6 separate regions of the Mus musculus genome follow, and regions 1, 2, 4, 5 and 6 are each linked to region 3. The links are chromatin contacts, called in public HiChIP or PLAC-seq and promoter capture Hi-C maps. All regions are on one chromosome and are shown on one strand. The core of a region is the stretch at or near the end of the contact, and the rest is flanking DNA. Distances in the headings are between cores, read along the strand shown. Region 1 holds the start of Brdt (bromodomain, testis-specific). Region 2 overlaps Brdt (bromodomain, testis-specific). Region 3 holds the start of Cdc7 (cell division cycle 7 (S. cerevisiae)). Region 4 holds the start of Ephx4 (epoxide hydrolase 4). Region 5 overlaps Tgfbr3 (transforming growth factor, beta receptor III). Region 6 holds the start of Barhl2 (BarH like homeobox 2).

Region 1 (4,613 bases), core at 58-2,557, 370 kb after region 3:
ATTCAGGAAGCAGGCAGGCAAGACGCTAGCTGGATCTACACAGCCAGTTTAAGGTCAGCCTGAGCTTCAGTGAAACCTGTCTCAAAACAACAAATGGAGACATTGTGATAGGATTAAAACAAACAAACAAACAAAAACCTATCATGCTAAACATACCCTTAGGCTCGCTAAATTTAAATGCCCACAAGCCCCAAGACATCTGGAGGTAGTTACTAAAACTCGAAATCCTTAATCACTTTGTGCAGCTGTGAAAAGGGTTACTTTGTTTGTTTGTTTGTTTTGTTTTTTGAACAGGGTTTCTCTGTGAAGCCCTGGCTGTCCTGGAACTCAGAAATACGCCTGCCTCTGCCTCCCAAGTGCTGGGATTAAAGGTGTGCGCCACCTCGCCCAGCAGGATTACTTAAAAAAAAAAACAACAAAAAAACAGTGAGTATCCCGGGTGTGGCGGTCCCCGCCTTTAACCCCAGTTTAACCCCAGCATGCAGAGGGCAGAGGCAGGCAGATTTGTGTGAGTTAACAAGTTAGCATAGCCCCGAAAAGTCAGAACTACATAGAGAAACCCTGTCTCAAAAAACCAAAAGAACAAAACAATACATTAAGTATCTATTATCGATTTGAGACTAGAGACCAGAGCTATACAGAAGTCTGAAACAAAAGACAAATGTCACCAGATTAAACTCAGGAACACCCAAAGTAACAGCACAGGGTCAGACCATGATGAGAAAGTGGCTTCAAAAGCAAACCTCTTGGACCAAGGAGATGGCTCATGGGTTAAAGGTGCCGGCCGCACCTATGACCAGAGTGGCTATCCTTGGGATCCACATGGTTGGAAAGTGAGAACTGACTCTTGGAGGTAGTCCTCTTCATGGAAAGCATACAGAATAAAAAACATAGTAACGCCACTCTCCTTGTTTGGAAAACAAAACACAGGAAAGTCCTTGGCCTGGAGTACAGGTCCTTCAAGCCCATCCCAGGATCACTCCAGGTCACGGAAGGCTACCCGAGACCACCTCCAGATAAAAGAACAAGTAAATAATAATTGCAAAACCTAAACCAACCAAGCAAGCAAACAGTAAAATTCTCACAGCTCCACTGTGCTTGCAGGCCCACGCCCTCCTAGGGAGTGGCGGCACGGAGCGAATACGCCCAGCCCACGCAGCCTAACTTCAAAGCCTCAGCCGCCACAGACCTGACTCACACCTCCGCGCGGTTTGAGGCGCAGGCACAGTCACGTGGCAGACCCTGGCCAATCAGCAGGCTGCTCGCGGGTGAGTCCCATAAAGGCGCCAGTCGCTGGCTGCTGACAGCCGCCATCCGGGCGAGAGCTGGCGGCCACCGGTGGAGAACCGGGAGCGACGGTCCTGCACTGCTTCATCTAGTGCAAACTGAAAGGGTGATCGGATAAGGCCCTTTCCTAAGAGGTACTACCATTGCTACAGAGGCTCGGCCCTGGGGCCGCCCCAGGCGGCTCTTTGGGTGAGAATAACGGTTTTTTGCCTCTCCCCTCCCCCATGAGCGCTGGGCCTCAAGGAGGGCAGTTGGGAGGCCATTGCCCAACCGAGTGCGTGACGCCTGAAGCCCTGGTGAGCTGGGAGCTGCCTTCCTTTGGTCTTGACCAGCTGCGAACTTGTGGTCCCACTTTCTCCCCTTTTTTTCTGCTTCTAGTACTTAGCCTTCCTACCCAAGGCTTGGAAGGAGGTTGGCACAAAGTCCAGGGTATAACGGTTTTCTTTGTGGTTGGAGTGTCGGGCCATTTTCTGTACTGTAGTTTTGAGAGGCCGGAGAATATTTAAAGCGCCTTTGTTGTGTCTGTTCTGTTTGTGGATATCGAGGACAGGAAAATCCTGGTCCTTGATTCAGTCTCCTACTCTTATGGAGCGCCTTGGAATATACCAAACCTTCTGCTGTGTGCTGTGGGTTAGAGTGTGCCCCACCTCCGGGCACTGGCCTTGTGCATGGACAAGAGTGCCTATGGACCCACGGGAAGGAGCAGGTATGTGGGAAGGAACGAGGGAGGTGGCTCACAAAAGACAGCCCGATCTCCAGGAGCAGATGGAAGCTGGATTTAAGAGTGATAACGGCAGTTCTGGTGTAGAAGTGATTCAGAAGTCAATACATAGAGTGAGGTGGATGGAGCCGGGCATAATTGTTTGGCTCGGTAGTCCAGACTGGCCTTGTCTGCCTCCGCCTCAGTAGTGTGGGGATTATAGATGTTTATCACAACACCTGGCAAGATTTTCTAAGTTTTAAAAGAAAATGTGTGTGTGTGTGTATGTGTATGCCTGTTATGTGGGAGCTGGGTATGCACGGCTCTCTGGCCTGCTGGTCCACAGGATTGTCCTATAAGCACTTCTAACCACTGAGACATATCTCTAACCCAGAATTGCTCATTTGTGAGTGGCTGCTATAATGTTGGGTTGATGGAATAGCAAGAGCTAAGTCTCACAGTGAGTAAGGTGACAGTTTATTAAAGGATCGATATGTCCTAAAGGCCAGGCTGTTGAAAAGTTTGGTCTTAAACAAGTGCTTGAATGAAAAACTGGGAACATCACTGTGTTGCATGAGCTTATATTGGGGGAGGGGGGGGGTGACAAGCAGTGAAACAGAACCTGGTGGTGTGTAGGACAGAGGATAGTAGTCTGTACAAAAAAGCACTTACTATCTATCTTGAGGTCTTGGGGTGACTGAGGTTGGCATAAAGCAAAGGTGTAGATGGAGTTAAGGGGGGATGGGCAGGCATGGTACCCAACGCCTATAATCTCAACACTTGGGAGGTCCAGGTAGGAGGACCAGGAATCCTAGGTCATCCTTGGCTACAGAGTGAGTTTGAGGCCAGCCTGGGTTACATAAGAAAGGGAGTTGGGGAGAAAGACTGAGAGAGACATGAAGGAAGGAAGGAAGGAAGGAAAACAGGGAGAGGAAAAAGAGGGAGGGGGGATTAAGAATGGGACTAGAAAGAAAAGTTCGCACAGCAGACACTGTCAGGAAGGAGGTGACTGACGCCTCTCTTTCCTCTCTGGTCCCCCAATGCCCCGTTTTTACTGTCAAAGCACTACTTATGTTTGTCAAGTGATAATCACCTGTTCACAAGGACCTGAAAGAAGTCTCCAACCTCAGCTGTAACGCTGGGCTTGACATCCTTCTAAGTGCTTTACACATATTTAATAGATGAACAAATAGAATTTGGAAGACGGTGTCCTGGAAAACAGACAAGAGTTTTAGGAGTGTCACAGTGATAGTCTAGTGACGTGACAGACTGCCAAGCAGTCTGGTCAGGTAAAGTACAGCAAGAGTCCATTGGATTTAAGAACTGACCGTGTTGACTGTTAGTGTAGGGGTGACTTAAGAACTGACCGTGGTGACTGTTAGTGTAGGGGTGACTTAAGAACTGACCGTGGTGAGTGTCAGTGTAGGGGAAGTTGTAAGGAGTGGGGAGGAAGCCAGGTGTGAAGCAGGTAACGCACACAATGCAGATTTTGGGGTACTCCGTGTGAGATCCACAAACCAATGTTGAGGCTCCAAGGAGGTAATAGGATTACGAGAAGACATTGTTTTGAGGAAGAGTCAGGATAATTCATGGTGTTTCAAGTCCTAGGTATGAAGAGACATTAATGATATCATAACCTCTAATCTATCTATCTGTCTATCTAATTTACTTATTTACTACTATTTCTGGATTTTTAACCTACTTTTATCTTTTATATGCCATGTATATGTTTTTAAATACTTTTATTTATTTATGTGTAGGCATGTGCGTTTATATGCACATGCATGCAAATGCTCTCTGAAGCCAAAGGGAAGCTGGATCCTTTGAAGCTGGAGTTATAGGTAATTGTGAGCCAGCTGTTGCTGGGAACCAAACTCTGGACCTCTGGGAGAGCAGCCCCAGATCTTAACCCCTGAGCCCCTTTTTAGCCCCTTGTGCATCTCTTTTTTGGAGCGAAACCTCTCCAAAGAAGTCCTTTGCCCGTGTTTGAATCAAGTTTCTCTTGTGTAGGATCCTTCTGTGGTTTGGACACTGGCTCCTCAGTAGGTTATGTGAAGACTTGTAGCTGCCTTCTCCCATTTGGTAGGCTGTCTTTTCATCTCAATGATTCTTTCTTCCCTGAGTGTACAGAATCTATTTCATTCTCTTCACTGATTTATCTTTACTTTTGGTGTCTCAGATTTTGATGTCTTCAAAATTCCAAAGACCACAGTCCAGATTCACATATAAATGAATATATACCACATGTACCTCATTTGTCTTTTTGAATCTGGGTTACCTCACTATCTCTATCCATTTTCCAGATTTCATTTTTTAATATCTGAGTAATATTCCATTGTGTATATGTACTACATTTTTTTAATCCATTCATCCATTGACAGACATCTATTGCTATTTCTAATTCTTGGCTATTATAAATACAATATCTATGAACATTGTTTATAGTAAGTGTCTCTGCAGTAGAATGTAGAGTCCTTTTATATGTCAACAGTGGTAGAGCTGGGTCTTGAGGTAGATCCATTCTTTGCTCCCTGAGGAACCACCACACTGATTTCCACAGTGGCTGCACAAGTTTGCACTCCAGCAATGAATGGATATTCCAATACCCTTGCTCCGCATGCTTGCC
Region 2 (4,506 bases), core at 1,027-3,526, 410 kb after region 3:
AGGGAAGGCCTTGAGCTGATCCAGCCTGGGAAGGGCACTGGGGTCTTGATGCTCTTGTTGCCGCTGGTGTTGGGCTCCATGCTACTCTGCTTTGTCTGTAACTCAAATTACAGCTCATCCTTGAGGAGAAGAAAATGGAGATCAAGAAAAACATGGATGGGGACTAGGCTTGTAGCTCAGTGGTAGATTGTATTGTTGGCATATATGAGGTCTCTGGTTTATTTCCCAGTACCCACCACCCTCCAAAATACAAAAGGCCCTACAAACCAGAGAGAAAGAGGCAGGTGCAGATTGTCGAGCCAGCTAAGGCAGGGTGAATTGTGTCCAGAGGGAGAGCATTTGCATCCTGTGAGAAGAATAAGAAGAACATGTAGCTGTCCTAGGTCACAGTTTCTTTCTCAGACTACCATAGCATTTCAACTTTTAATTTTTATGCAACAAGGAACTTCAAACAGAAACATGTCAAACAAACAAAAAGACACCCTCACCCCCCCCCCCTGCAAAAAAGAAAAAAAAAAAAAGAACTACAATACTTTAGGGGATGAGGGAGTAGCTTATTGGTAAAACACTTGCCTGACAGGCATGAGCCTGAGGTTCAGAACCCAGCACTGGGCAAAACAGCAATAAAAAGTTTATAAAGAAAAAATTTGCTGCTTACTAAATTGTGGGTTAAGTTGAAGATACTCTGATTAGTCAGTACCATGGAAGAAAGCTGAGTTTGTCGTCTAAGTCAAAGTTACTACAACCAAAACTAATGCTATGAGCATAGGAAGGTAGTTTTGTAGCAGAAGGTGTAAGGCTTGAGAGGAGATAACCTAACAGCTGGACGGGAAGTACGAGGTAGAGCTCATTTGGCTATGCAGCTGGGTGAGTAAAAGCAGAAATGGGTATCTGGGACTAAAGAGTCTAACATCACTTAAGCATTGCCACAAGCGATTAAGATAAAATGGATGTAATTTAGGAAACCACGAGAAGGAAGGAAGGAAGGAAGGAAGGAAGGAAGGAAGGAAGGAAGGAAGGAAGGACAGAAGGAAGGAAGGAAGGAAGGAAGGAAGGAAGGAAGGAAGGAAGGAAGGAAGGAAGGAAGGACAGAAGGAAGGAAGGAAGGAAGGAAGGAAGGAAGGAAGGAAGGAAGGACAGAAGGAAGGACAGAAGGAAGGAAGGAAGGAAGGAAGGAAGGAAGGAAGGAAGGAAGGAAGAAATAAATATGCAAACTAAGAAGAGTAGTTCTAGGAAAGAAAATGTCAGTAAAGAGATTAACAAATCAAAGCACTGGTCCTGATGCTGCACTGCAGCGTGAGGCTTGTCTAAGCTGGAAGTTTGAGGCCATCCTGATCTTAAAAGAAGAAGAGGAAAAATTAGAAAGACAGGAGACAAAAAGGAAGGAGAGGTAATGAGAGGAGAGAGGGCTGAGAAGGGCCACCACCTGGGCCACTGGCTGCAGAGGCTGCAGTGGACACAGGGACAGAGGGGTCTAAACAGACACTGGCTGCAGAGGCTGCAGTGGACACAGGGACAGAGAGGTCTAAACGGACAGCAGAAGCGCTGCTCTTCCAAGCTTACGTAGGAGTTGTAGCAGCCAGGGTTCTACAAACTGCGTAGACCCTGGTGGATGCCTCAGTGAGGCCAAGGGGAAATAGCTGGGTTATTAACACAAAGACAGAACTTTTTAAAGCAGCCATGAGAGTTATTTTTTTCAGTTGGAAAGGTCCGAATGTTCAAAGGCATTAATAAAGCCCGAGCCAAGTAGGAAGAACCTGCTGCTGTCTAGCGTGCGATTGTGAGCGAGCAAGTGGGGAGATGGTGGCGCCCTTGAAAAGAAGGAAGAGGCTAGAGCGGCGTCTAGATTCCCACTTAACCCTGGCCTTGGCAAGGCAAGCCTGATGCCTAAACCTTCAGAAAGGGGCACCCTGCTGTGGACATCTGAGCTGGACACTGCAGCAGATAAGACTTCCCTGTATGCATTTAGACTGAGCAGTCTGGATGGAAGAACAGAATGTTCAAAAACTTTTAAGAAACTGACCTCAACATGACTGGTTTGATCAACAGGAAATGTAGAAATAAGTATGAACAGGTCGGCAGGGCAGATCACAGAGACCCTAGCAGCTGAAAGGCTTTGGTCTTGGGTGAGAGTGCAGTTAGTAGAAAGCTGATGGAGCTCTGAGCAAAGACGGTGCTTAGGGCAGTTAAACTTCCTGTAAAGGGAGGCTAGGGGTAGCTCTTGTAGAGCAGAAGAGGAGACAATGAGATGTTGTGGTGAGTGCTCCAAAGAGAAAAAAATAAAAGGTTGAAAGACTCTTCTCAGGCAGGCTGAGCACTGCACCCACAAGGCACTTGTGCTGTGTTAGTTATGGTAGGTGGGCCAGCATCGGTTCATGGGAAGGAAGCTCGCAAGGACTAGAGGTGAGGACTCCAGAGAAAGGAGAGCTATGGTATTTGATGTGTCAAGTGATAACTTTTGTGGTCGTGCTGCTCCCAGTTGGACCCTTCCTGCCATCCTAGGCTTCGATGACCCTGTTCTCTTGATTGTCCCACCTCTCTGAATGTTTCCTGCAGTCACCTTTTGGTATGACTGCCTTTAGATAAGGTTGATTGATAGCTTTAACTTTTGTTTTCTTTTGAGACAGGATTGTGCTATGTATATAGCCCACATATTCTCAAACTCATAATCCACCTACCTCAGCGTCCCAAGTGCTGGGGAAACAGGTGCGTGTCACTGCCCCCAGCCAGCTGCTTCCCTTCCTACTTAACCACAGAGCTTCCCACCCAGCCTTGCTGAACAAGTCCTGATCTTCCCCTCAAAGCAGTGTGCTGACCACAGTGAGTCTCGATAGCATGAGACGGAAAGGCTGAGAGACAACCTGATGTAGACTGCATCTGGGAAATCTCTGGGTTTTTTTTTGTTTTTTGTTTTTTCTGTTACTTGCACAATTCAAATGTACCTGGCCCCAGGCATACTTATACAACACTAGAGCATCTTTATTTAAACATCAAGTAACCATTGCAAACCATGTGAAAACAAAATTCTCACTTTTCCTTTTTTGGGTTTTTGAGACAGGGTTTCTCTGTGTAGTCCTGGCTGTCCTGGAACTCACTCTGTAGACCAGGCTGGCCTCGAACTCAGAGATCTGCCTGCCTCTGCCTCCCAAGTGCTGGGATTAAAGGCATACCCGGCCAAATACCCACTTTTCAATCCCCAGATTTTAAAAAGGGTTTTACTTATTATTTTAATTCTTATGTCATATGTGTGTTGTCTGCATGCTTGTCTATGCACCATGTACATGCCTGAAGCCCACAGAGGCTGGAAGACAGGCTTAGCTCCTCTAGAACTAGAGTTATGGATGGTTGTACATCATGTGTGGGTGATGGGAACTGAAAAACAGCCAGTGCCACCTCTGCAGCCTTTCAACATCCAGATCCTAATCTTCCCCTTTTATTTAGTGATAGCAACACTGCTACCTCTTATCAACAAGTTGAGAATCATTCTAGAGTTTCTACTTTCCACACAGACTCTCCTTCCTGCCTAAGTCTGGTGGCAGCTCAGAAGGGTTGTAGTTCTGAACTTTGCTTTCCATTCCACGTGAGTTTAAGAAGTGCACGCGTGTTGAGTGTCCGGGATCTTGTGAAGTTTGGGTGTGTTGGGCTGTCCAGGGTTTAAACGTAAGATCTGTTCTTTAACCCACACACTCCTCCTCTGACAGTGTCACATTCTCTCTCTGTTCTGTTTCTAGCTCTACCCTAACCTCAGCTTGAAGACAAGCATGATTTAGTCAAGGGACTGAAGGGAGGTAGAAGCTTAGATATACATCCCCACAGCATTAGATGATCTAGAATTTTATGAGTTTGGGTCAGCTAATTTTGCTTTTTCTTCTCTGTCCTTTAATCAACCAATCAATACTGGTGAGAGTTCAAACGGGATTGTTGTATTTTGTGTCTCTGTCCTGTCACATCCCCTCCAACTCCACTTGAACATCTCTCTGCATGTCTCCTCCCAATTTCATATCCTCCTCTTTTATTAAAAACCAAATCTGCCAGGCGTGGTGGTGCACGCCTTTAATCCTAGCACTCGGGAGGCAGAGGCAGACGGATTTCTGAGTTCGAGGCCAGCCTGGTCTACAGAGTGAGTTCCAGGACAGCCAGGGCTATACAGAGAAATCCTGTCTCAAAAACAAAACAAAACAAAACAAAAACCAAATCCACAGAGTCCAGTCAGTGTTGATTGCTGTGGGATGCACACTGATGTAGAGCCTCCACTACAGCCTGGGCAACCCACCAGTAGCCATATTGCCAAACAAACAAGGACTCTATCCCCAGAATCCATCAACTGCCAATAGCTAGCTCCTCAGCTAGGTGTGGGGCTTGTGAGCTCCTCAGCTAGGGGTGGGGCTTGTGAGCTCCTCAGGCAGGGGTGGGGCTTGTGAGCTCCTATTCTCCATGATGAAATGCTGACCAGCTTGATCTTGTTCAGATAACTACTGTGAGCTCATGAATGCAACATCCATGTCA
Region 3 (4,739 bases), core at 1,283-3,782:
GAAAGCTGGCCAGCCTGCCTAGCCTAGTTGGAGAGTTCGAAGTCAAAGAAAGACCCTGTCTCAACAAAACAAAAGATAGACAGCACCTGAGAAATGATGAAACCTGAGGATATCCTCTTGCTTCTACCCACATGCACACAGATACACATGCACCCTCCTACACACATGTGTGCATACACTCACAGACAAAGTATATAACTCAAGCTCTTTGAGAAGACCTTGATTCCCCACTGGCTCCCTATATCTCTGAAAACAAAGTTCTTGCTTTGGAGGAAGAGTCAGAGAGGTATTTCTAGCATTGAATGATATCTGGGGATAAACTGTCTATGTGTTGAGTGTGTGCAGTGTATGTGAATGTATGTGAGTGTGTGTGTGTTCATAGTGGTGGTACTAGGGAGTGAACTCGGGGCCTTGAAGTTGAGGAGCGTGAAGAGCTCCACCACTGCCTCACACCTATGACAGCTCTCCCTTACCTTTACACTTTTATTTTTTTTAGCTTTTGAACTAAGGTCTCTCTAATGTAGCCGAGATTGCCTTCAAACTTGTGATGATCCTCCTGTCTCATCTTCCCAAGTGCTGAAATTACAACATAACCATCATTCCTAGTTTCTTCCCTTCCTTCTTATCATCAGACTCACTGACTGTCCAGTCATGCTTTAAAACAAAGAAACTTTAAAAATGTATTTACATCGATGTTCTGCCTCCATAGAGGTCTGTCAGGTCACCTGGAACTGGAGTTACAGACAGTTGTGAACTGCCATGTGGGTACTGGGATGTAAACCTTAGTCCTTTGAAAGAGCAGCCAGTGCTCTTAAACGCTAAACCATGTCTTCAGCCCTGCAGCCATGCTTTTAACAAGGACAAGGGTATGGTGGCTAATCTTGGTTCTCAGCTTAGCTGCATCTGGAATGAACTGAAACTCAAGCATGTGGGTCTTCCTATGAGGGACTTTTCTAGGTTTGTTTGTTTGAGGTGGGAGATCCACTGTAAATCCCGATCATCTGAGATGAGAAGGTCCACCGTGAATCTAGACCACCACTGCTGCTGGCAGCCCACACAGTCGGAAGTAAGAGAAGGAAGCTTTGCTCTTTGCCTGCTCCCCTTGCTCTCACTGGCAAGTCCATTTACCCTGATGCTGAGCTGTCATTGGTGTTGGAACCACTCCTTTGGAAGCAAACTGAAGGTCAGAAGCTCTCTAGGAATTCCCTGGGACACCAGCAGCAGATTGGAACTACTGAGACATCCAGCAAAGATACCAGATTCTTTGCCTTTCCATTGTTGGACAACCTGGACCACAGCATGCATGCCACTCTGATAAATAGCACATACACATATATACACATTCACATAAATACATACATTCACACATCTGCATACTCATTCTGTCAATTCTGTTCCTTAAAGAACCCTGACTAATAAAATCAGCATAGAGTTTTGTCATATTTTCTCCATCTGTGCCTTGTGGAAGATTATGAGGTAAATGTATTTTTCATGGGCAAAAGGTAAATTGGGGCTTTCTTGTAAAAAAAAGAACTATCAGAAAACACTACTTATAATTCTTCACTATTAATGCTAAAGTAAAAAAAATATTTGTGGTCTTTCACTGTGTTAACTAATCTAATGAATGGTAATAATACTAACTCCTTAGAAATTCTTTTACTATGTATGTATTTACACACATACACACACCTGTATACCATGTAAACAGATTGTAGCATGAAAATCACAGTTATGATATTCCAGGAGCTAGTAAAAATTATTGATTGAATAAACATGCCTATAGCTGGACACTCTCTCTGGTCTGGGCTAGGCTGCTCTAGTGGAGGTGGACTGTCGTCTAAGAATGTCAGAGCTGGGGTTGTCAAGTTCTGGCTATGGCATGACTCTCGATAGTGGGGTTACCTGAACAAGAGGGGCCAAAATTCCAGCATTGATGGGGTAGGGAATTTCCTGGCCCAGTCCCTTACTGAGGCCCTGGCAGAGCGTAGTTGCCAGGCCAGGAGGGATCATTCTTTTTGGAGATGCAACCGGTGTTAAGAGTCCGATGCATAATCCAGTGGATCACTCCACACCCACGCAATATAGACTTAGTGGGTTACTAAAAGACGCGAAATTGGGATAGCTTTTTGACTGCCTTATTCACCACCGTTATTCGCTCAGTCCCTAAAAACTGGTTTATATCACAACTAAATAAATGATCAACATACATTGCAGCTGGTCTCTACTATAAGATCCTCAAGAACCAGTGGTTAAACTTTTTGTTTTTCGTTGAGAAAAGTAAAACCGGACTCAACCAAGTGCCTTTTACCCGAGAAGTGTCCAGCGTGTTGAGACCACAGTGTGAGGCCGAGAGAGAACGCTAAGGACCGGGCGACGGGACGAGGAATCCCGGGCGCCTTTTTAGTCCTGGGGCTCGCTAACTCAGCAAAGGACCACCGAGCCCTCTCTGCTGCACTCTTCCTTTCCGACCGCCCCGCCTTGAAAAACCACGCCTCTTGCGCAGGCGCCGAGGGCTTCGGAATGCGCATGAGCAATTCAAAGCAGCGCGGGAAGAATCGCGCATGCGCGCCTGGCGGCCCGGCTCAGTGGGACGCTCCTGAGGGAAGCGACCGCGGACGTCCTAACTTCTGTGAACCGTGAGTTTCTGACAGTTTTCCCCCCTGCCGTGGACGGTGAGGGACCGGGGACGAGTTCTTGATCGTGACTTAGGTCGTGTCGCCCTGCGGGCATCCCGCGGCGGGAAGAGGTGCGCCTGCGCACTGAGCTTCCCGTTGGCACTGGCGGACAGTCCGCCCTACGCACTCGCCCAGGGCGGCCCATTCATTCATTTATCCTTCTGTTGGCACCCTGCTGCCCTCGGTCGGCTCCAGTCGAGTGGAGTGTCACGCCCTGGCGAGCGACTTCCTCCCGGGCAAACCGCAGTCCTTCCCCGCAGCCTCCCGGGGATCCCTAGCCGGCTGCAGCCCGCTCCACCTGTCCCCCGCGGGAGTGCTCGCCGCAGGCCAGTGGCAGCGACGCCGCTCCGGCTGGGATTTGGACATATGGTGCGGGTTTTAGTGCTACCTCCTGAAGGGCAGGTGGTTTGGTGCGTGCCTGCTTGGGTGAGCTACTTCGCCCTTCTCACCGTGTTGTGATTTTCACAGCTGCTGCTCTCGCCTGTGCACATGACCCCGTAGCCCGCTCTTTGCATCCCAGTCGTGCGTAGTGGAAGCCTCTTTGGGGACTCAGATGGAGGAGCCAATGGCGTTTTCTTCCCTTCGTGGCAGTGACAGGTGTCCGGCTGATGACTCTTTAAAAAAATATGAGCAGAGTGTTAAACTTTCAGGTATGTGCTCAATGCCACGGTCACACGGTTCTGAAGTCGCACGGGCAGCCAGTCTGCATCTTCTAATTCGAGGAAAGGGGAAAAAAGAAATGTAATTAAATTACACTCCCAGAAATAAACAGAAAAACCACACACACACCTGACTAGTAAACTGAGTTGTATGTTTAAATTTCACATGTCAACATAATATCATGAAGTCTAGATTTAGGATTGGATCGCGTTTTAAGAGGTGTGGAATCCAGTTTTCATTTTAGAGGACGTCGGTTGGGTCCAAATATTAGTGGCTTTTTAGGAAAGCATGTTTGTTGACACCTGACTTTTTTCTTCCACACCCACTGTAGCCTTACTGTGTAAAGTTTGGTTTTAGGAATTGGTGGGGAAGGGATTAAGGATTCATAAACAAAATTCACAGGCAGAAACAAGTGGAATGTTTGTAACGGATACTTTTTTCTTCGTAAAGTGGAATGTAGCTCAGCCGCAGACTCTAGTTTTAGAAGGTGGCTGAAAAGTCCCATATTGTGTACTTTCAGCAGGACATAGAGGTAAACGTCTGTAAACCCAAGGGGAGGTGGAGATCAGGAGTTCAACCCTGCCTCAGCCCCACCCCAAGAAACACTGTGCACAGTGCCCATGTGGTAGTGTTCACTTAACATACATGTTTGTAAACAAAATTCCAGTTGACTGTATTCTTTCCTAAAAGCTAGCCATCTTTGTCCTAAGAAAATTTAGACTTATCCAAAAAGATACTAATTTTGACTTTTAATTTATGATACACAATTTATATACCCCCCCCCAAAAGCTTTAACCCCATTTAAAAAAGCATAACATCACATATTTTTGAATTCTGGCTAAAACCAAACTGTCCGTTGTTGTTAGAACAATGGTCCTCTTCCTGGTGATGAACAACACAGTTACTTCAGAACTTAAAAACTTGGGAGTCCCCTTCTCCCTTCCCCGTGCTCCCCCTGGGTGCAGTCCTCCCACTCTCCGGCTTGTTTGCGCTGTATATGCTGCTGCTGCTTGTCCTGGTTGGTGTCCTCCTATGCCGTTAGATTCATCTCGAAACACTGCTGTTACCTAGTTTTCCTTTTTAATTTTTAAAAAACAATAGCCTGTTTTTCAGTATGGCTTTTCTTTTTAATTAGCAAGTACACATACAGTGCAGACATTCAGTTTTCCATATTCAGTTTGACTTCTGGTGCACATTGTTTATTAATTAAAGGGGTCACACATGCATGAATTTGATCTAGTTCTAGAATTATTTTCAGGGGAATTCTCCTTTTTTAATATCTTGAAAATCTGGTGGACTAATAGGGTGAACTTTATTTGAAAGGTTTTGTAACTTTTATGGTATGCAGCATAGGACATTGCAAATGGTTCCCATAATAATTTTTTAAAGCATGCTGAACTCTTA
Region 4 (4,359 bases), core at 1,606-4,105, 440 kb after region 3:
GTGGTAGTGATGGTAACTCATTAAGTTAGCTAAGATATTTCTATCAGCACATGTTGGAAAGGAATAGTGGTATTGAAGTAGTGGTACCTACCACCAGGCCAGACTAAATAAACATAACCATTTTGTAAAATATCCTCTTTCGTAAAATCAAGTAGTTGCCTGTTAAACTCTTGTCTGTAGGTTTGTAGCAGTTCCTGCTAAGCATATGCGCTAAAGAAACCACTGCAGACTAGGAGATATGTACAAGAACATAAAAATGCATACACACATGGATCATAAAAAGAGAGGAAAAGAGAAAAAGGCAAGACACAACCCTAGTACTATAGACCAATGGGACGGCATGGGGGTGGAGACCCCCAGAGTGGAACCAGGGAGCCACAGCAACAATGCAATCCAATAGACATGGACTCATTAGAGTCAGGCAGGGTATCTCAACCTGTGCCACGGAAGAGTCCCAAATACCGGTATGTCAAGAACCTCACGTCTTGTACAAAAAACATCACAAACACGATAGAAAACTTAAAACTCTTTAGTCTCTTCATTTGCACCAAGAATTTTTAGACTTGACATTAAAAGGATGGAGAAAAATCAACAAATTTGGCCTCACCAAGATTAAAGCTTTTTTGCTTTTTTTTTTTTCATGAAAAGACAAATACAAACTGTTTACAGTCATACCACCCTGAATGTGCCTGATCTCATCTGATTTTGGAAGCTAAGCAGGATCGGGCCTGGTCGGTACTTGGATGGGAGACCACCTGGGAGTATCAGGTGCTGTAGGTTTAAAAAAAAAGAAAGGAAGAAGAAAAAGAAGGAGAAGTAGGAGGAGAAGAAGAAGAGACAAACTAAGGGGAAAGGAAAATCACATTATGCATAAGAGAGGTTTGTAGTTATGAGTTATAAACTATGAGGAACTCTCAAACTCAGCTGTGGGAAAGTATTGCTTTAAAAACAAAGAACAGCTATATCAGGGTCCTGTCAGCAAAAGCTTGCTGGCATATGCAATAGTATCTGGGTTTGGTGGATGTTGATGGGATGGATCCCCAGGTGGGACAGTCTCTGGATGGTTCTTCCTTCCATCTCAGCTCCAAACTTTGTCTCTGTAACTCCTTCCATGGGTATTTTGTTCCCCATTCTAAGGAGGAACGAAGTATCTACACTTTGGTCTTCCTTCTTCTTGATTTTCTTGTGTTTTGCAAATTATATCTTGGGTAGTCTAAGTTTCTGGGCTAATATGCACTTATCAGTGAGTGCATATCATGTGTATTCTTTCGTGATTGGGTTACCTCACTCAGGATGATATCCTCCAGATCCATCCATTTGCATAAGAATTTCATAAATTTATTATTTTTAATAGCTGAGTAGTATTGCTATACACATACATATGTATGTATAAGTATACACAAATATATAAATAAAGCCTGTAAAAGCAACCCCCCCCCACAAAAAAAACAACCCAAAGAACAAAAGCATTTGTGGATATAGCCCAGAGCTAGTGAATGCAGGCCCACCACCCCTGCTTCCATGGGGGTGGGGCAGGGATCAACACCAAGCAGAAGATTTGTATAGACACTTTGTCGAGAAAAGTATAGCTGAGTGACATGTGATCACACAGAAGATGCCTGGTACTATTCGCCATTAGGAAATAAATGTAGGCTTTATTCTTTTTATTCATTATTTAACAGTAATTAACAGTAATAACGCGGTAGCCTTTGTGGCATATTCAGACATATGTGTCATTAAACTTTGTTCTAAAACATTCACTTCCCCAGCTGCCCTCCCCCATGCTCTGCCCTCAGGCAGCTCCTTCCTTCCGGAAGATAGTGCCTCTTATTGAGAATCAAGGGTTCACTCTGCACCTCTGGAACAAATGAAATTAAGAGTTCAGTACACAGTGCTTTAAAGAATGGGACCCAGGCTCTAAGCAACACCTCTAGCACCGAGCAGTCATTCTGGAAGCCAGTTTGATTCTGTCGCAGAAAGCCAAAGGTACACTTACCCACCTTATCCCACTGTCTCATTTCTAGGTGAAATAGGAAAAAAAAAACGTTCACACAGAAACATTTTATGTAGATACACTTATAACAGCCCTAAGCTATTCAGATGGAAGGAATGAGTAGAGATGGCTCACCAGTTAAGAGTACTGGCTGCTTTTTCAGAGGACCTGAGTTCAGTTCCGGAGGTGAGGGGTGCACAGTCACCTGTAACTGCATCTCTAGAAGGACGGACGGACGGACGGACGGACACACACACACACACACACACACACAAGGGAGGTCAGGGAAGAGAAGGGAAACAGGAACGTAAAGGAAGACTAAGAAGAATGAATGTTTCTTAACGGGGCGGGGTGGGGGTAGGGCTGATAAACTATTGTAGAGTTACACCAATGGGGGCGGGAGGAGGGAGGGGGAGGGGAACATTAAGAAGAGAGGGAGGAGGGAGGAGTCCTTGCTAAGGGTAGGGACAAGCTAATTGATTGCTTGTGCCTTGGTGTAAAGTGCCTTTTTGCTTTTTCTGGCTGGGGTGTTTGGTAACTTTGAACTCAGTTAAGAAACAGTTAATATCTGTAAGAGATTGTGTTAGGGATGCCCACCTGAAGAAATAATTACCACAGTTCAGTACAAAAGTCCCTCCCGCCCTCCGCGATTCTCACATCCGGGAAAAGGTCTGCGGCTTCTGGGACCGGGGCGCTGGGACCTGTTCAGAGCCCGGAGCTTCGACAGGACCTGGGGATGGCGTTCGGCGTCGCCTTCATGTCGCTCGGCTCTAGCGACGTGGCACGGGAGGACAGCCCGGGCCTCGCCCTGCGCGGTCCCCGAGGCCCGGGCGCGCGGCGTGTGCGGGGCGAGCGGGCGGGCGCGGGAGGGACGCCGCAGCTCGGCTCCCGCAGGCGCCCATGGCCCCGCCGCGCCCGCCCCGCCTGCTGCCCGCGCTGCGCGCCCTGCTCTACTGGTCCCTGGTGTACGGCTACTGCGGGCTGTGCGCCTCCGTCCACCTGCTCAAACTTTTGTGGAGCATCGGTAGGGCGCCGGCGCAGACCTTCCGCCGGGCGGCCCGGGCCAACCCTCCGGCGTGCCTGAACGACCCCTCCTTAGGGACTCACTGCTACGTGCGCATCAAGGTGAAGGCCGACGCGGGCCTGGAGACAGGGGAGGGAGAGGGACGCGGGTGGGGAGCCCTGGAAGCCGCGGTGCCTAGGGCGCCGGGCCGATTGTTCCTAGATGCGTCCCGATGGCTGCGGGCACCCGGAGGACCCCAGGGGGAGGCAGGAGGGACCTGGCCAGGGGCTGTTCCGCGGGTCAGTATCATGGCTTTCCACTCTCTCCTTAACCTATGTGTGTGTGTGGAGGGGGGGAGGTGCGTGTTTCAGAACGTGAAATTTCTCTAACTGGATCCTCCTCCTGCTGAAGCAACTCAGAATAATTCTGCTCCCTCTCCTACTGCAAGGAGAAGCTATCTCCTGTTACCTTTTTTGCCTTTTAGGGCTCAGATCAGTTGCAGGATAATGCTCCTGGCGGTGCCCTGCTGTCCAGATTTTGAGATGGAGGGAGTGGACAGTTCTTTGGAAAGTCATTTCTAATCTCAGATGACCTAGGCAGCACTAAAGGATAAGAAATGGTTTGTGTTTGTGAGGAAGGAAGTAGGTGCAAAAAGTCAAAAATAGGAGAGAATGGAATACAAAGTAGGTACCCACTTCTTAATAAAGCTCCATTCTCTGTGCTTAAATAAAAGTGTCAACCGTGCCAACAGATTTTCATTGTCCGTCCTCGTCCAAGCTTCTGTCACAGCCCACAGACGGTCTATTTCCTGATGCCAGGTGGTGGAGTGATACAGTCTCTGTGATACGACCTACAGTCTGACTCACAAGCCTTTCAAAGGCAACATACAAGGAGATATTTGTGTTACTGAGTCCTGCCTGACGTTTAATCAGCAGCTAAACTCCCCAGCAACTGGGATTCAGAAAGGCAAAAGGAGCCTGAAACTGATGTGAGAATTAAGTATGTTCATGTTTCGAGAAGAAGGAGAGGAGGAGGAGGAGGAGGAGGAGGAAGAGAACCACAAAGAAAAAGAGAAGAAAACATAGGCCAACGGACCTATAACTTAGTATAATTTATAATTCATCATTATAATTATCAACCTGGCATATACCCAGTGCGATAAAATCTTTATTAAATCCAATCTGGTGGCCCTGGCATTTTATTCTTCCAAGACTCACCACCACTAAAATAATTTTTAAAAGATAACAGCCAAGTCACATTTGTTAATTCTGTCCAACTTAAGGATGAAACACAGCTTATGACTCTTCCTGGATTCCTCAGAATTACTCTCTTTTCCCCTCAAAAGCAGAAGGAAGAAATAGTG
Region 5 (4,517 bases), core at 1,295-3,794, 300 kb after region 3:
AAGATCCTTCTCTGCAATGTTCAACTTGCCTAGAAAAATAAACAAATTTCAGTAAGAAAACAGTGTTGAAATTTCGCTAGTGAACACACATGTCATATGTAAAAAGTTAAATGGAGAATTTCTGAAAAGTATCGAAGAGAAACAATTTGTCCTGAAAAAGACCGGGGCAGCCCTCAGGCAAATTGGGGTGGACAGTGACTGTTAACAAAGACTCTTACAGAGAGTAGTTTTAAAAGTGACATGCTTATACTTCACATACTAAACATGAGGCAGGGTCTCACTATGTTTCCCAGGCTAGCCCAACATTCTTGGGTTCAAGTCCCTCCTGTTTCAACCTCCCTGAATGGCTAGCATCACAGGAATGTACCAACACACTCAAGTAGATCTTTGGTTCTGTGTGGAGTTTTTAGGACCGTGACAGACACGCCAGGCAGACACCTGTCATATCAGCAGTAACAATGTACACAGTCAGGGACACTGGACATGCAGTTCCAAGAGCCAGCAAGCAGAAATAGTTCTTAGAGACTGAGCCTCACCATGGCGAGGTTACCACTAAGATCAACTTCAATTGCACTGAGAGTCAATCTGCAGAGAGAAAAAAACAAAAAACAAACAAACAAACAAAAAACAACAAAAAACAAAAAAAGAACAGAAAGAACAAAACTCATATTTCAACTCTTCACCTCTTCACCAATATTAAAAAGGAGAAAGGGCTTTGCTGCCTCTCTGCCACATTGCAGAAAAACTCAGTCCTGGGCCATGTGATCCAGAAGCCTCTTTCTAACCATTTCTGGTTCCTGTCTAGAGCTCTGTCAAGGTTGTATTGCTGTTGCTTTACGTGTGTGTGTGTGTGTGTGTGTGTGTGTAGTGGGTCTCTGTGTGTCTGGATCTGTGTGTGTCTGGGTCTGTGTGTGAGTGTGGTTTGTTTGAGGCAAGGTCTCACTGTAGTCCTGGTAGGTCTGTACTCACTCTGTAGAACAGGCTGGCCACAAACTCACAGAGATCCACCTGCCTCTGACCCCTGAGTTCTGGAATTAAAGGTGTGGCCGTCATCTAGCTGAGATTTGTGACTGATATGTGTATCGGGGGAGGGGAGGTTGTTGCTTTGTTTGAGACAGTTGAAATATATATATGTATGTGTGAGAGAGAGAGACAGAGATGCAGAGGGAGAAAGAGAGACAGAGACAGAGAGAGGCACAGAGAGAGAGAGAGAGAGAGAGCGCGCACCCAGGTTTATAAGGTGCCACACATATAATACGCTATCAATCAAAAAATATCAGCTATTTTGATCACTACCCCATTCTCTTTGAGGTCTTCTTGCTGATAACTGAAAAGATCGGAGTGTGGTCGGTCATTCATGTAATTCTTAGCTCCTGCCCAACAAGTTTTGTGTATTGCCACAGGGAGAAAGAAGTCAAGGTCAAGGGAGAACAAAGTTACCAGCAATGCTGACAAGTTAGAAAACTTATTTGAAAGCCACGAAATTTACTTCAGCTAACCCCTGGAAGCCTCGCCTTTCTCTCACCATCAGATAAATGGAAATGTCTGTTTGCTTAAGAACTCGACAACAACACTGAGAGTTTGTCTCCCGTTTTTCCTCTTCAAAAATTAGATTTCCTAAATGGGTTAATAAGCTGGAGAGTTTGTTTCCAGGTTTTTTTCTTCAAAAATTAGATTTCCTAAACGGGTTAATAAAGAGAAATCTCCCTGAAAGAATATACCATTTCAACGAACACCAACAGAAATCTTACTAAAGCAAAGACCCATAAGGAGCACTGAGAAGATGGTTTACAGGAGGATTTTTATGGAGCAAATAACCACAGGCAGCCCAGGGCGCGCGTCACCTCTGCTCACATCTGTGCAGGGCCTGTGGGGCTGCGCTGCAATAATCCAGGAGCTTACACCAGTCCTGAAGGAACCATGGAAAGAAAGGCAAATGGCCCTATTAAAAATACGGCCTGCAAATTGCTGACAAGAATATTGGGCAATTATATAATTATTATATAATCGAGCCAAGCTAAACAGTTTGATGCCCAAAGGCAACCACAGCAAGTTCACTCCGGATCTCGAGACATCTCCGAGGAAGTGCAGGACAAGTTGAGACTCCACACAGCTGTGGTGAACAAAGAAGGAGCTTCTTTGAGCTGAAGCCCCTCTTTATGAGAACGTGTTCGAAAAGAAAGCAAACTGCGAGGGTTTTTTTTTTTTTTTTTTTGTCTAATCTCCCCAGTGTGCTGACAGAGTTCTAGGGCCTGGGAGGACAGGAAGGGAATCCCAGGGGTCCCACCTGGCTGATGTCCAGCCAAGACTACAGACCAGAGCTGTGGCATGACTCAGGAATCCAGCCCCTCAGCTGAATGCTGGGTGGAGCCAGGCCTCCATAATTGTGTACCTCTGAAATAAAACCAGAAAACACCAACTCCTCTTTCAGGTGAGGTTCTGTCATAGTCACTTAGCTGCTGACCCGCCTTGACATCATGAAATCTCTTTGGGCTCATGAGCTGTGTGAGTGCGTAAGTAGAACCACTGAGACCCTGGAACAATCTGGAGGCGACTGCAGAGTGATCTCTTTGCTCGCCACCCAAAGCTTCACAGCAGTGTGCTCCACTGCTGGGGATGGGAGCCTTTAGCACCACAAATTAGCAGAAGAAAACAGGGGGGGGGGGGCACTCACAGGTTAAAAACAAAGAAGAATGTGCCGCTTGCTAAGTCTGTTGATTTCGGAGCATGCTGTGTTTACTTCTGAGACCATTAATCAGAGCTGGCTGCTGCACATTCCTGAGAACCAGCAAAGCATTTGGGTAAATACAGGGATTAGCTGAGGAAAGCCTGCTCAACCAAATCCTTGACAGCACCACGAATCTAGACCCACGCTCCAAAGGAGCTACTTAGAAAAGCCTAGACTAAGGAAGGAATGTGTGTGTGTGTGCGTGTTTGTGTCTATCTGTGTGTGTTTGTGTGTCCGTCTGTGTGGTGTGTGTCTGTCTCTGTGTATCTGTGTGTGTGTGTGTGTGTATATTTGTGTGTGTGATGTGTGTATGTCCCTCCGTGTGTGTGTGTGTGTGTGTGTGTGTGTGTGTGTGTGTGTGGTATGTCTCTGTCCGTGTGTGGTGTGTGAGCATCTGTCAATTTGTGTGTGTGGTGTGTGTGTGTGTGTGTGTGTATCTGGTATATGTATATGTGTGTGTCTATGTATATTTGTGTGTGTATATTTATCCATCTGTGTGTGTGTGGTGTGTATGTGTTTGTCTGTGTGTATCGTTGTATATGTGTCTCTATATATAATATATTATATATATTTGTGTGTGTACATGTGTGTATGTTCCTCTGTGTGTGTGGTGTGTCTCTGTCTGTGTGTGGTATGTGTGCATCTGTCAATCTGTGTGTGTGGTGTGTGTCTGTATGTGTATCTGTGTATGTATATGTATGTGTCTATGTACATTTGTGTGGGTGTATGGGGGCATGTATGACACCATGTACATGTATGTACATGTGTGTACATGTGCATTGGGCAGCCCATGCAGATGTCAGAAAACAACTTTGTGAAGTCCTTTCTCTTCCAGCTCTGAGTCAGTTTAAGAATCTAACTCAGTCATCAGGTGTAGGCTATGCACAGCAAGCACATTTACTGTTAGACCATCTTGATGGCCCGGAAGATTTTGTTTGTTTGTTTTAATGAAGGGAAAACATTGTTTTTAGAGGGAAATGTGGCAAAATGGATGTCTGGTAGCCAGGAAGAAAAAAATGTGCTAGCTATTCTTAAGATGGCTAAGTACAGGACACCTTTCAAAGTGAGACATAATTCACAATTAACTTGTAACTGTTCAGTTACTCAGTTAAGAAAGGCAGTCTTAAGCCGGGTGTGGTGGCACACGCCTTTAATCCCAGCACTTGGGAGGCAGAGGCAGGCGGATTTCTGAGTTCGAGGCCAGCCTGGTCTACAAAGTGAGTTCCAGGACAGCCAGGGTTACACAGAGAAACCCTGTCTCGAAAAACCAAAAAAAAAGAAAAAAAAGAAAAAAAAGAAAAGAAAGGCAGTCTTTACATACTTGAAAGCTTGACATATAATAAATAACTGTTTAAAGTCAGCTAGCTAGAGAGTGACTACGACCAAAGAATGTTATATGAATATGTATAAAGGTTATTTCAAAACAACTATTATTTCGGACCAGAGAAATGACATGGCATATTGTGGCACACATGTGCCTGCAATAATAATAATAACAACAACAATAATAATAATAACAATAACAATAATGTTAAATCATACAAAGGAAACCATACTTTATACAACTGATCTATATTAATTTGAAAAGTGTTTTAAATTAGCATAAGTAACTTTTGAAGTTGGAAGCATTTGACTTCACGAGTGAAGAGGGGCCCCAAACGGCAAGATGAACACTTGCCCAGAATAACACAGTAAGGTCAGGACTAGAGACAAGATCTTTTCCATGATCACTGCACTGACCACCACCACTACTCTGCTCTACAAGCAGGCCGCCATTCACCTCCAACAT
Region 6 (4,839 bases), core at 148-2,647, 510 kb before region 3:
AATAATGTTGGAAATTTTTCTAACATTAAATCAGACAATTCCTGTGACGGCATTTAGAAAACATGGAGGGGGCATTTGGAAAATACTGGGGTGGTATTGCATTCAAAAATAAACATCAAGTTGTGATCACAGACCTAGACAACCACAACTGGCTACCAGCTTCTCTCCACCCCTTCCCACTCCCATTCCCAAGGTCTCAGCTAAAAGAAGAAAAAAAAAAAATCCCAAGTAAGCCTCTGTTTTCAACGAAAAGTGTCTCCCATCCTATCTCTTCAGTTACCACCTTCCTCCAGCACATTTAAAATTAAGTAAAACAAAGAACGGAGCCGGATGGCCGCAAAGGTTGTGGGGCAGAAATGTAACCAACAGAACTTAAGGTGCGTCGCTAAATCGCACGCCTAGGCCCCTCTCCTTCGGCGGTCACTCAAGTGACCCGGGCAGCTCCGGCGCAACTCACCGTGGCATTTGATGTCGCTCTGGGGGTCTTCTCTCTTGTCCAGCTTGGTTTTGCCGTCCTCCTGCTCAAGCTTTGGCCTGAAGCTCTCGTGTGCCGCGTTGCTCTCCTGCTTCGGGGTGTGATGAGGAGAAGAAACGCTGGTGCTGTAGGGTGCACAAGCCGCCAGGGGTTTGCTGTCTCCCAAGATGTCCTTAATTAAAAAGGAAGAGGTGGAAGTCCTGGGGGCCGCGGCGGCCGAGCCCAGCTGCTGGGCTGCTGACTGCGGCTGCGGCGGCGGTTGCTGTTGGGGCGAAGGCTGCAAACTTTGCGCGGGGACCGCGGATGGTGGCGGCGGCTGTTGGCTGTGGTGGAGGTGATGGTGATGCTGGGGTCCGTCTGTCACAAGATGCGGCTCCGGGGGTTCCAGGGTGACCGAGATCGGTGAAGAGGGCGCCGTTCCCACGGTATCAATCTCCGAACAGGGTGACGGGGTGGCCTGGCTCCTAAAATCCGTTGTCCTCGCTTCACCGAGCGATCGGAAATCCCCGTTCATCATGCCGGGGCTCCCGGAACCGGCACCGGACAAAATAGTGTCTATTCCAAAACTCGACCCGCTGGCCCCTTCCATTGCTGTCATTTCTACATGAGGTCCACGCTACTCCGCGGATCAGCCGCCGCCGGGACCAAGCAAGGGAAACTACCGATCGTAAAACAAAATAGACACTAAAAAGCGTTGACACTGCTTTAAAAAAAAAAAAAAGTGGGGAGGGAATGAAGGATAATGGGAGGTGACAATTGGTGGGCACTTTCGACTCAACTTTTCCCCCTTATACAAAAAGTAAAGAGAAAAAAATTTGAGGGGAAAGCCCCCAAATGCCACAAGCGGGAAGGTGTGCTCCGCTCCGCTGGACCACCGCGCACGTGGGCGGTGGCAGCGGAGAGCAGCACCGAGACTAAGATGCTGGCCGCTGGAGCAACCCCGCCGCCGCCACCTGCACCGCCACCGCCGCCGCCTGGGTCTGCCCACTGCCCGATCCCGGGCGGCGGCGGCGGCGGCCGGAGCAGGTGCAGCGACCGCTAAGGCCGGGCGGTCCCGGAGGTGACCGCCGTGCGTGACCCGGCAGTCCCGGAGCCGAGTTTCTGAACTTTGTTGGAAAGTTGCGGAGCGAACGCGGCCGCCGCCGCCCCGGGAGGAGGAGAAGCAGCGAAGGAGCAAGCGCGGGCGCAGGAGACCGCGGACAGGCGGCGCCCGGCGACTCCCGCCGCTGCCCCGCGCGTTGGCTTGTCATCCGCGGGCTCGCGGGCGGCGCCGACCCCCTCCCGTGACGTCACGGCCCCCGCCGCCGCTCCCCGCCCGCGCCCCCGCCGCCCGGGCCCCGCGCCCCATTGGCCGCTGCGCGCCAGCCAGCGACGCCGGCGTGCCGGGAGCCAATGGGCGCGCTCCTGGCCAGCCCGTCAGCAGCGCGCCTCGAACCCCGCTGCTCTTTTGAGAACCGAACCTCGGTGCGCCCGCAGCCCTGAGCCCAACGCCTACTCCAGGGGTCCAAGTGGTACCCACTGTAACGAGTACCCGGCCAGGGAGATGGGGAGAGACCAGAAGGGCACTGGAGAAGGGAGCCCCCGGGCGGGAAGCGGGGAAGCAGTACGGATCGTTAGATGTGCCCGTGCTAAGTCAGATTGGAGGGTGAGTGGAGAGGCCGCGAAGGGCAAAAGGATCCTGCGGCTCCCGGTGGCCTGCAGCGCAGCCCCGCTCGCACGGTTCCCAAGCACGCTTGAGCAGAGCGGAAACACGAGGAGCAGGGGATAGAGGTGCTGAGGGACCCCACGGGGAAGTGTGTGACACCAGAGCCAGAGCTCCGCGTGGGCCTGCAACGTCTGAGCTCTACTCTCCCCACAGGAGCCGGTGCGCTCCAGCTCGGTCCAACCGGGTAGCAGATCCAGGAGAGGCACTGAGCTGGGGGGCTACATCTTTGACCCCCCTGTCGGGAAGGATCGGGCCTTTGGCTCCAAATCCCGCTTTGTCTCCAGTCAGAGCCTGTGCTGGAAGAAATGCCGGGCCAAGCACTTTCTCCCGAACCGGGAAAAACCCCGGGCGAGGCGTTCTCCAGCGGCGCGGGCAGCTGTGGTTCCCTGCGGCATCAGGCTGCTGTGGGGCCGCGGGAACTGGGTGGCTGGTCCGCAGCCTGAGCTCCCGCAGCTCCTCCCTCCAATGCTTCCATCCCCTCCCCACTGTGGCAGGCCTTGGTTTTGGAAAGGAAACAGTCACCGCCGATCCATTTGGGACCTGGAACGCGACTGTGACGCCGCCTTGTCGGAGGGTATCAACTTGCATTCTTTCTTCAGGACGTCTCCAACCTGTCTCTTGTTGAATGTCAGAGTAATGGGAAGCGCCAGTGACAAGCCGGCGTATTACTCCTGATTAAGTGCCGTGTCAACCTAATTAGCAGAGTAATTATAAGGTGCTAATGAATGATTCAAAGTTCTTTGAGTTACATTTTACTCCAAATTACCATTTTTAAGAACCTTATGAATCTGCGTGGTTGGCATCGTTTCCGTGACCGTATAGAATGATGTCAGTAAAGGACAGGGTTTAGTGGCGATTATGGACGTCGCCTTGCTTTTCTTTTCTTTTCTTTTCTTTTCTTTTCTTTTCTTTTCTTTTCTTTTCTTTTCTTTTCTTGTCTGGTTGAGGACCCTCTTGAGAGGTATCCCGGAGGCATATGACCTCCTGAGATCTTCCTTCCTCCGGGGTGAGTCCCAGATCTGGAAGATGGTGGTGATTCATCCTAAGGACATCTAGATCTTTGGTCCGGGTTGGGGTGGGGGTGTCTCCCGCGTTATTTCAAGAGTGTGTTGAGCTGTTTCCTACCGTCATGGTGTCACTTATCGTCCCCCTGTCTCTGAAAAGGTACTGAGGCTACCAAGACCATCTAGATAGCACTCTCCTTTCTTAGGCGAGCAGACATTTATTTATCACGGAACTACGGTTGGTGAGCCGAAGCCAAGACGTGCTGCAGGCAGACGCTGGTGGCCTGAGGGATCCAGGAAACCCTCTATAGCCACGTGGCTCGCCCCCGCGGGTGGCGACGGGCCTGTCTAGGCTGCCGCCTCAGAGTCTTTAGACAGTAGTAGTCTTTGGCGCCAGAACTGGGTGCTAGCCCTGCAGACCCTCCCAGGTTAGGCCTTGGTCTTCCCTTCAGAGCTTGCGACCACGGGCTGGGGTCTGATTTTACTGAGGCAACTGATCTCAGACTCCCAAGCCCCGGATAGACATTGTTGGCACCCTGAGCCCCTGGCACAGATGACCCCTGCGGAAAGGGCGGAAGGGTGCCTGGAGTGCGGCAAACGCTACTCTTCCTTCCTGGTCCGTTATCGATTAGAGTTTCCATCACCCCCAAAACAATCCAAATGAAGCGCTCCTCGAGCTGGGGGCCCCAATTCACAGCCAGCTTTCGAAAGCGAGGAAGGGGAAGAAACATTTAAAATCCAGTACTGACGGCCCTGCACAAATCAATTATTCTCGACCTTGATAAATAATTCATTTAAGCCTGTTTTTGTTTTGTTCCAACGCCCACAACGACTCAAGAGCTCAAAGGCTGACGGCACAGCTTGTGCGGGGCAGGTCGGCAGGGTGTTTTTCTTGGAATAATTCGCAACATTGGCAGGGAGGCGATGGGGATATGACCTAAGAAAAGATGGAATGTGAAGAGAAAGGAAAAGAGGGCCTCTGTGTGTGTGTGTGTGTGTGTGTGTGTGTGTGTGTGTGTGTGTGTACGCGCGCGCTCAGGGGATGGGGATCCATGAAACTCCAAAGCAAACTCAGTAGGCCCCCAACCCTGTGAATGTTTCCGATTATATTTTTAAAGAAAAGTCAATACCAAATTTTCTAGGGTTGGAGAGGTTAGCTCTTAGTCTTCAGAAGCAATTGTGGTGAAGAGAATATGAGCCACTGATTGGGATCCCAGGGAATGCGAGGAATGTCCTCAAAAATCAAAGGGGACAATCTTAATGACAAATCCCCCAGAGCTATGGTTAACTTTTCTCGGTTCTTCCCTACCCCAGATACATATCTGTTTTGTTATCATTTTCCTATAGGGTATATGCAATGTATACCTAAAAAGTCATTTTCTGGCATACAAAAAAAGCACTCGCTTTTCATCTTTAAAAATGAATCAAAATTCATCGGGGGGGGGGCGTGGTGATGCATGCCTTTATCCCTAGTACTCTGGAGGCAGAGGCAAACCTCTAAGCTCTAGGCCAGCCTGATCTACACAGTGAGTTCCAGGACAGCCAGGGCTACAGAGAGACCGTCTGGTGGGGAAACAGGTTTATTTCTCTTGTTTTCAAGCAAATAGATATGGTGCATTGGCTGAATTTTAAGTACATCATATGCTAAACTAACA

The links. HiChIP or PLAC-seq counts read pairs in DNA pulled down with a chosen protein or histone mark. Capture Hi-C pulls out chosen DNA fragments and counts their contacts.
Region 1: an H3K4me3 HiChIP or PLAC-seq map of embryonic limb bud shows a contact between it and region 3, with 9 times the contacts expected there. The contact joins the promoter of Brdt here to the promoter of Cdc7 in region 3. A contact is called at or near these places in 13 of 39 promoter capture datasets (the C10 cell line, HPC-7-derived erythroid cells, cancer-associated fibroblasts and 9 more), 1 of 15 datasets of contacts at CTCF or cohesin (the NIH/3T3 cell line), 3 of 484 Hi-C or Micro-C datasets (double positive thymocytes, embryonic fibroblasts and uterus), 26 of 115 datasets of contacts at active chromatin or transcription factors (the 230-238 cell line, the NIH/3T3 cell line, T-cell acute lymphoblastic leukemia and 16 more) and 4 of 9 other capture datasets (adipose tissue, embryonic stem cells, liver and 1 more).
Region 2: a contact with region 3 is called in an H3K27ac HiChIP or PLAC-seq map of DN3 thymocytes, with 7 times the contacts expected there. The contact joins the enhancer-like site here to the promoter of Cdc7 in region 3. A contact is called at or near these places in 11 of 39 promoter capture datasets (the 3T3-L1 cell line, the HPC-7 cell line, HPC-7-derived erythroid cells and 5 more), 21 of 115 datasets of contacts at active chromatin or transcription factors (DN3 thymocytes, the NIH/3T3 cell line, the SCID.adh cell line and 17 more) and 3 of 9 other capture datasets (adipose tissue, liver and macrophages).
Region 4: a contact with region 3 is called in a promoter capture Hi-C map of adipose tissue, with 4 times the contacts expected there. The contact joins the promoter of Ephx4 here to the promoter of Cdc7 in region 3. A contact is called at or near these places in 8 of 39 promoter capture datasets (3T3-L1-derived adipocytes, cranial neural crest, embryonic stem cells and 4 more), 15 of 115 datasets of contacts at active chromatin or transcription factors (the NIH/3T3 cell line, T-cell acute lymphoblastic leukemia, bone marrow-derived macrophages and 10 more) and 1 of 9 other capture datasets (adipose tissue).
Region 5: a contact with region 3 is called in an H3K27ac HiChIP or PLAC-seq map of epiblast stem cells, with 4 times the contacts expected there. The contact joins the enhancer-like site here to the promoter of Cdc7 in region 3. A contact is called at or near these places in 2 of 39 promoter capture datasets (cranial neural crest and stem cell-derived epiblast-like cells), 19 of 115 datasets of contacts at active chromatin or transcription factors (CD8 T cells, T-cell acute lymphoblastic leukemia, acute myeloid leukemia and 14 more) and 2 of 9 other capture datasets (adipose tissue and liver).
Region 6: a contact with region 3 is called in an H3K27ac HiChIP or PLAC-seq map of extraembryonic endoderm stem cells, with 17 times the contacts expected there. The contact joins the promoter of Barhl2 here to the promoter of Cdc7 in region 3. A contact is called at or near these places in 2 of 39 promoter capture datasets (cranial neural crest and embryonic stem cells), 2 of 484 Hi-C or Micro-C datasets (Th1 cells and embryonic stem cells) and 6 of 115 datasets of contacts at active chromatin or transcription factors (embryonic stem cells, extraembryonic endoderm stem cells and large pre-B cells).

What each region holds. Positions count from the first base shown.
Region 1 is chr5:107,329,887-107,334,499 of GRCm38.p6, forward strand. It overlaps Brdt (bromodomain, testis-specific), which reads left to right and starts at 1,308. Exons shown (of 19, transcript NM_054054.2): 1 at 1,308-1,421.
Region 2 is chr5:107,370,710-107,375,215 of GRCm38.p6, forward strand. All of the region lies in intron 15 of Brdt (bromodomain, testis-specific), which reads left to right. Gm17202 (a long non-coding RNA gene) reads right to left here. Exons shown (of 5, transcript XR_389494.4): 5 at 1-346. Among named protein-coding and RNA genes, the nearest start is that of Ephx4, 31 kb to the right of the region's middle. Within about 2 kb of position 2,277, at least 27 of the 459 cell types and tissues checked have an H3K27ac peak or open chromatin away from gene starts, as enhancers often do. A contact at or near this core is called in DN3 thymocytes, the SCID.adh cell line and T-cell acute lymphoblastic leukemia, where this site is marked.
Region 3 is chr5:106,961,790-106,966,528 of GRCm38.p6, forward strand. It overlaps Cdc7 (cell division cycle 7 (S. cerevisiae)), which reads left to right and starts at 2,533. Exons shown (of 12, transcript NM_009863.3): 1 at 2,533-2,636; 2 at 3,144-3,325. The coding sequence starts at 3,229.
Region 4 is chr5:107,400,658-107,405,016 of GRCm38.p6, forward strand. It overlaps Ephx4 (epoxide hydrolase 4), which reads left to right and starts at 2,856. Exons shown (of 7, transcript NM_001001804.2): 1 at 2,856-3,118. The coding sequence starts at 2,894. The region is part of intron 3 of Gm17202 (a long non-coding RNA gene); the gene reads right to left. It also overlaps the pseudogene n-R5s173.
Region 5 is chr5:107,266,322-107,270,838 of GRCm38.p6, forward strand. Tgfbr3 (transforming growth factor, beta receptor III) reads right to left here. Exons shown (of 17, transcript NM_011578.4): 2 at 1-29. Among named protein-coding and RNA genes, the nearest start is that of Tgfbr3, 21 kb to the right of the region's middle. Within about 2 kb of position 2,545, at least 108 of the 459 cell types and tissues checked have an H3K27ac peak or open chromatin away from gene starts, as enhancers often do. A contact at or near this core is called in adipose tissue, embryonic limb bud, epiblast stem cells and 2 more, where this site is marked.
Region 6 is chr5:106,456,769-106,461,607 of GRCm38.p6, forward strand. Barhl2 (BarH like homeobox 2) reads right to left here and starts at 1,398. Exons shown (of 3, transcript NM_001005477.1): 1 at 458-1,398. The coding sequence starts at 1,073. Gm33151 (a long non-coding RNA gene) reads left to right here and starts at 1,824. Exons shown (of 2, transcript XR_389476.3): 1 at 1,824-2,120; 2 at 2,675-2,971.